Linked DNA regions of Columba livia: region 1 is linked to region 2. A link is a contact called in public Hi-C data. All regions are on one chromosome and are shown on one strand. Each heading gives the region's core, a stretch centred on a gene start, on an enhancer-like site or on the middle of the called end of the contact. The rest is flanking DNA. Distances are from core to core; before and after follow the strand shown.

Region 1 (2,722 bases), core at 157-2,656, 300 kb after region 2:
GCCAAGAGTACGTGCGTCATTCTGACACGTACCCTTGAGGAAGGGATGGGAAGAGGATAGATTTTCTTCCTCCTAAAGCCCCGGCTGTGTCCCTGCAGCACGAGGTCCCTCATTCCCACAGTCCCAGGCCCGCTGTGCCGCAGTGCCGGGCGGTAACCCGAGGAGCCGTGACCAACGCGATGTCGGATTAGCATCGCTCCGCGACACCGTCAGCAGCATTTCGCCGGGCTCCTTAGGAGAACGTCCTGCTGTGATCCACAACAGGTCTTGTGTTCGGGAGACACGGAGATCTCATCCAGCAAACTGAAACGTGCTACAGTGAATTTTAGTGTTTCTGCCTGGAGGTCTCCCGGGGCTGCCCGAAATGGTATATTCTCTAGCAAGAGTAAAAGCCACCTGCGCCAGAGAGCCTGAGACCCACCTGTGACAAGCAAGAGTGACTGGGACCGGGCTGGAACCTCTAAGGCCACTTCTCAACTTCTCCACAGTTTGGCAAAGTACGAAATAACTTCATTTCACTGCCACAATTTGTCTAAAATGTGTTGGGTCACATATCAGTAACTCTTCAATACATTTTGCATTATTCATTGAGGCCTGATGCTCCAAAACCTTCTCACTTCGGGCTGTTTGATCTGCTCAGTGACAGACAAAGCATCAGGTACCAAAGCATGAACAGGTCAGCGAGCTGAAATGCACTGAAATATTCATAATATATTCATAAAACTCTGAATGTGAAAAAAATACTGAGCAGTGTATGACGGAACGCAGAATTATTTGCATTTTTCCTTGATGAATACCATAGTGCCAGACAAAAATGCTGCAACCCTTAGAAGTGAAATGGGCAGGGGAAATAATAAGAATGTAATTGGTTCCACTGGAACATGCCAAGAACGCAGGGCTTAACACCTCTTGTCTTCTAAAGTGGGTTTTGTACATGCTCAAATGTCAGAATCGTGGGTTTGCATCTCCTTGGGAAGTTAATGCTTAGATCAGCACAGCACTTGTTAAATCCAACACGGGCAATTCCTTCCCTTTTAACCAAAAGCTCAGGATGCCATCAGCTGCAACGCTCTGGTCACTTGCTGTAGGAACATTTTTCATAGCAAACCCACTGAGGAACTGCTAAACTGGCCCCTGCTTAGTCGGCAGAAGCCAACCACATCCAAGCCCAAGGTAATACACCTCCAAGCACACTTTGCTTACACCAAAAGAACAAAACACTCAGCTGTGCTGCGGCTCCTCCTCTGTTTTTCCCTCCCTCTGGCCTCCCACGTTATGGAGTAAAACAACAGAGCATCTGGCATTTACCGAGCATCAAATACTTCTCCGAGACCTCCTAGAACAAACAGGCCCTGGCTGCCTTCCCCAGAGCTGCTGATAGGTCTCCAGCATTGTGCAAGGGGTCAGACTTAGGAACTGTCAACAGCTTCCTAATGTATGCTCTTTCTCCGGGAAAGGGGGTCCCAGGTTTTATAGCCTAATAGATTCGTTAATCGGAACACACACAGGCTAGGAAAGCCACTGTTTGTTTTCTCTGACAAGTTTGGCATTTTCCTCCTGGGAGCCAGGAAGCTTTAAAGGCATAAGACTCTCCCACTTAGCTGGACAAGAAAACCAGTCTGGACAAACAGAGACATGTCATTGTGGCTGCTTAATTCTGAGCCAGAAGGTGCCATTTTAGAGAATTTACAACAACATCAATGTCAGGGGAAAGGAAATTAAATTCCCCTCCCTCTCCTACCCTGATGTCTCCATTTTCTCCAGGCTTCCACTCCGCACCCAAGGCCAGAGTTTGGCCCATCGCAGGCACAATACATGTGATTACACTGACGAGAACGCTGTTCGCTTCAGAAAGCAGTTCCAGAGGGAGACTGTCCTGTGCAACAGCCGCAATGTGCCCGCAAACCGCTTCTGTTCATTCATGACAGTGGTTTGAAACGCAGAAACACGGAATGGCACATCTAGTGAGTGAAACTTCTAAACGAAACTACACACCCCCCTCCAACTCAGCAGTTCTCAAACCGGGATGTAGGCTCTGCCATCAGTATAAGGACTTGCTATAAATAACTCACGTATAATCACAAAGGGGAATTCCAAATGTTTCCAAGGCTGCGTAGCCCATCCACTAAAAATAAAGTATCTCAAAAACTAGAAGCTGTCACAATTTATTACACTTTAATGGCTTGGATGAGACAAGAAAATTGTATTCTAGGTTTTTATGCCATCAAGAAGAAGAAAACAATTTCAGCCTCTTTTCCTCATGTCTTACTAAACAGTGAAACTTTCCTATGGAATCACTGCAGCATCAGGACTGAATCCTCCAGGTCTGAAGGGACCCCTCGCTGTGTCCCTGGCACAAACAAATATTACGGTCCCAGCTGAGCAATCCCCAGCCCACTGACTCCAGCACCTGAGTATTCACACTGGGGGGGGCGCCTTTAGTACTTTTCCTATTTCTTAAACTGTTTCTCTAAGCACCCGCTCTAAGGCACAGAGACAGGGACCTTCACTGTAACTCTGTCAGGTCCGACGGCCCAGTTCACGTGGGCACGTTCCCATCCTTCCTTCGTGCTGTTCCTCCATCCTTCCTCCCTTTGACTGGAACCCCATGGTCTCCACGATCTGTTCTGGCTCTAACGCTTCAGCTGTTCAAACACTGTGTGACCAACAAAGGCAAAGAAGCACTGAGTCCCACAGCAACACCTTGAAGGAAGAACATTCA
Region 2 (2,881 bases), core at 148-2,647:
CAGAAAAAAAAGAATATAACAAGACAAACTGCTTATGAAGAATAGCTGCCTGTGTGTAAGAGGGAGAAAAAAGATTAAGACAAGTTGGAAGAATATGACTATGAAACAAAACATGAAAAGATTAGTTTTGTGTGTGTATGAGTGAGCAAGTGATGAGGCCAGTATATGAGAAAAAATGAAAATATGGAAGCAAAATAGCTCTGCACATGTGTGCATGTGGATACACGAGTGGTGGCAAAAGAAACCAAGGAGTCAGAGCAAGAGAGGCTTCATGCCACACAAACCAGCTCATGTTTGCAGCTGGCGGAGAGTGACAGTTCATTGTAAAACCTTGCCTGCTCTCACAGCACAGCTACACACACACCTGGGAGGCTTTCTACAAAACTGCCAGACCTAGCACCACTTCCCGATGAGTACCCAGCCCTGGAGTTCTCATTTGGAGTTCACTGACATCACCAGGAGCCATCATGTCGGTGTTGATGGCATTTTTGCACACATGCAATTATGATTATAAGCAATCAGAAGGAAGAGGGGCACCCGGGATTTCAAGAAGAGGATCTTCTTTCCCAGACTCTGAAGGAGAAACATTTTCAATACATATCTTTTTAATGATGTTACTCGCATCCTCAGCGTTTCCCAAGCCCAGGCAGTCGGGGATCCCCTGCACACCCCCCCACATTGCCCCGCTCCCCCTGTCAGCCTTGGGGAAATGCTTCCCGGGAAGCTGCGGGGGACGCCTGGACCCGAGCGCTGCCCGATCTACCGGGCTGTTCCCGCCAGGTGGCACTGCAGGAGCGGCTGAGCGGGCGGCCGGGCCCGGGCACGGCCCCGAAACGGCCTCTGAACGGCCCCGAAGCGACTCCGGCCCCAGCGCTCCCGGCCGCGGGGGCGCCCCCAGCAGCAAGGCCCCCTCCTCTCCTCCTCCTCCTAACCATGCTGGCTGCTGGCATGAGACATCCAAGTCCCGTCTGCTGCCGTGGCGCGGTGATTCCCTAATTTCATTATTTCGCAGTTTCAGGAGGGCATGAGACGTGGGGCGAGGATGGAGCTCCCTCCCTGCATTGCCCTGCCCCATGCCCGTGGTGATCCGGGGCCGCACTCGGAGATAAGCCGGGTGCACGGGAAGCTCTCTCGCACCGTCGGTCCATCCTCCTCACAGCAGAAATATGGAGCAGCGGGATGCCGAGCTGGGAGAAAAAAAAAAAAAAAGGAGGATGAAATTTATGTTTTATCTTTTTTCCCCACCCCGCCCCCGGTTAAATATTTGGCAGAGGGAACAAACCAGACAGCCGGCTGTAAAAGGGGTGTGAACACAAGCACCGGAGCTTCGGGCCGACAGCCGAGCGAAGAGGCTCCTGCAGGTTCCCCGCTCCTCGAGGGGCAACGGGCAGGGACACCCCAAAGCTGCTCCGGGGCTGGCGAGCGATTCTTTGCAGAGTTTAATTTACCCGGGACACACGATAGTGAAGATAATGCAAAGCTGTCTGAAACGCAGATCAAACACACCAGTCAGAGCCTCCCGGCCCCAGCCTGAGAGTGTGGTGGTTCTCGGCCAGGCGGGACAGAGCCTGGAAAAGCCGAGGCCGGAGGGGGTTGTGTTCGGGTTGCGGGGGACGGGGCACACCGTGCCCGGTGTCCCACACCACACACGTCTTGTGCAAAGTGAAAGGAATGCGCGCAGAGCCTCATCCCTTTGCATCGTCTTTTTATACCGACACACATATATATATGTATTTGAATTATATAAATGTTTGAAAAATATACAGCTGTTTAGCGCTTTATCCGTATTACGTACGGAAGGAGCTATATCTAAAGGAGGTAATATACAGCTACGGAGGGGCTCTAGAGCTGTGCACATGGTATGGCTTTAACAGCAGAAATGCATGTATGTAAACACGGGTGCGGGTGCCGGGATCTTTACCGGCCGGGGCTGCCCGGGTGCCCTCACCGGTCCCCGCTCCGGGACGGTCCGGCTGCCCACGGACTCGGACAGCGGCTGTTGCAGTTGGGCTTAATTTTTCCCCCTCTATAATTTTTAAGAATATTGGAAAACATCTCCAGGGTCATTAAATAAAATATATACCGGTCCAAGCCGCCGCTTTTCCCGGGAGAAAATCCTTCGGGGTGCAAACCAAAGCCTCGCGTCCTCGGACCTAAACAGCCGCGTTTTCGTAGGGGTCATCCCTCGCTGCGCTCCCACGCGTGTTCCCTCCCGTGTTTCATCAGGGTGCTCTCCCGGGACAGATTATTCCTCCGCTTCTGGACAGGTTCCTGTTGAGAAATCATATTTAAAACAAAGCAATGAGCCACAAAACCACCAGCACCACGATGGTGCCGCTCTCGGGTTAACCCCCCCACTAATGACTGACGGCTGGTGCCACTGAGACAAATAAATACATCGTAAGGAGGGCAATGGGTCGCGAGTCGTTTTGGCCCTAAGGTGAGATTTAGCAATGACCGCCCATTAAAACAAGCTTTTCACTTTTCCTAGGGGTAGCCCCTACCCCCACCACCCGCTCCTGACCTGTCTTATATTTGTATTTAAGGTCTGAGTTGAGTTTTATTCCCTCTTTGTTTTTTAACTCGGACTCGGGAGAAATGGAAACCGGCTGAAATAGGACTCAGGACAGCGGCGGAGTTCAAAAGCGCCCCTCAAAAATCCACGGGGAAGGCCCCGAATGGACAGCATGGGAGAGCTGGAAAAAATAATTTTCAAGAAACCTATCAAAAATAAATGCGACAGCGCCGAGGAAAACTTGCACGGCAGAAGGGAAATAATCCTGCCAGGTGATCGCGATGCCAAATTTGCCAAGAAACGCCATCGGACAATGCGATGGCGGGGGGCTGCGGCGGCGGGGACCCATTTCCCTGCAGAGGGACT

What was found. A called contact is a pair of places that touch in the nucleus more often than the background predicts.
Region 1: a Hi-C map of liver shows a contact between it and region 2, with 8 times the contacts expected there. The contact joins two enhancer-like sites. A contact is called at or near these places in 2 of 2 Hi-C or Micro-C datasets (crop and liver).

What each region holds. Positions count from the first base shown.
Region 1 is chr17:11,714,110-11,716,831 of bColLiv1.pat.W.v2, forward strand. All of the region lies in intron 3 of LOC110359148 (a long non-coding RNA gene), which reads right to left. Among named protein-coding and RNA genes, the nearest start is that of TBX3, 280 kb to the left of the region's middle. Within about 2 kb of position 1,407, at least 1 of the 3 cell types and tissues checked has an H3K27ac peak away from gene starts, as active enhancers do.
Region 2 is chr17:11,410,179-11,413,059 of bColLiv1.pat.W.v2, forward strand. It overlaps LOC110357216 (a long non-coding RNA gene), which reads right to left. Exons shown (of 4, transcript XR_002410749.2): 2 at 2,084-2,271; 3 at 1,283-1,484; 4 at 588-1,187. Among named protein-coding and RNA genes, the nearest start is that of TBX3, 20 kb to the right of the region's middle. Within about 2 kb of position 1,398, at least 1 of the 3 cell types and tissues checked has an H3K27ac peak away from gene starts, as active enhancers do.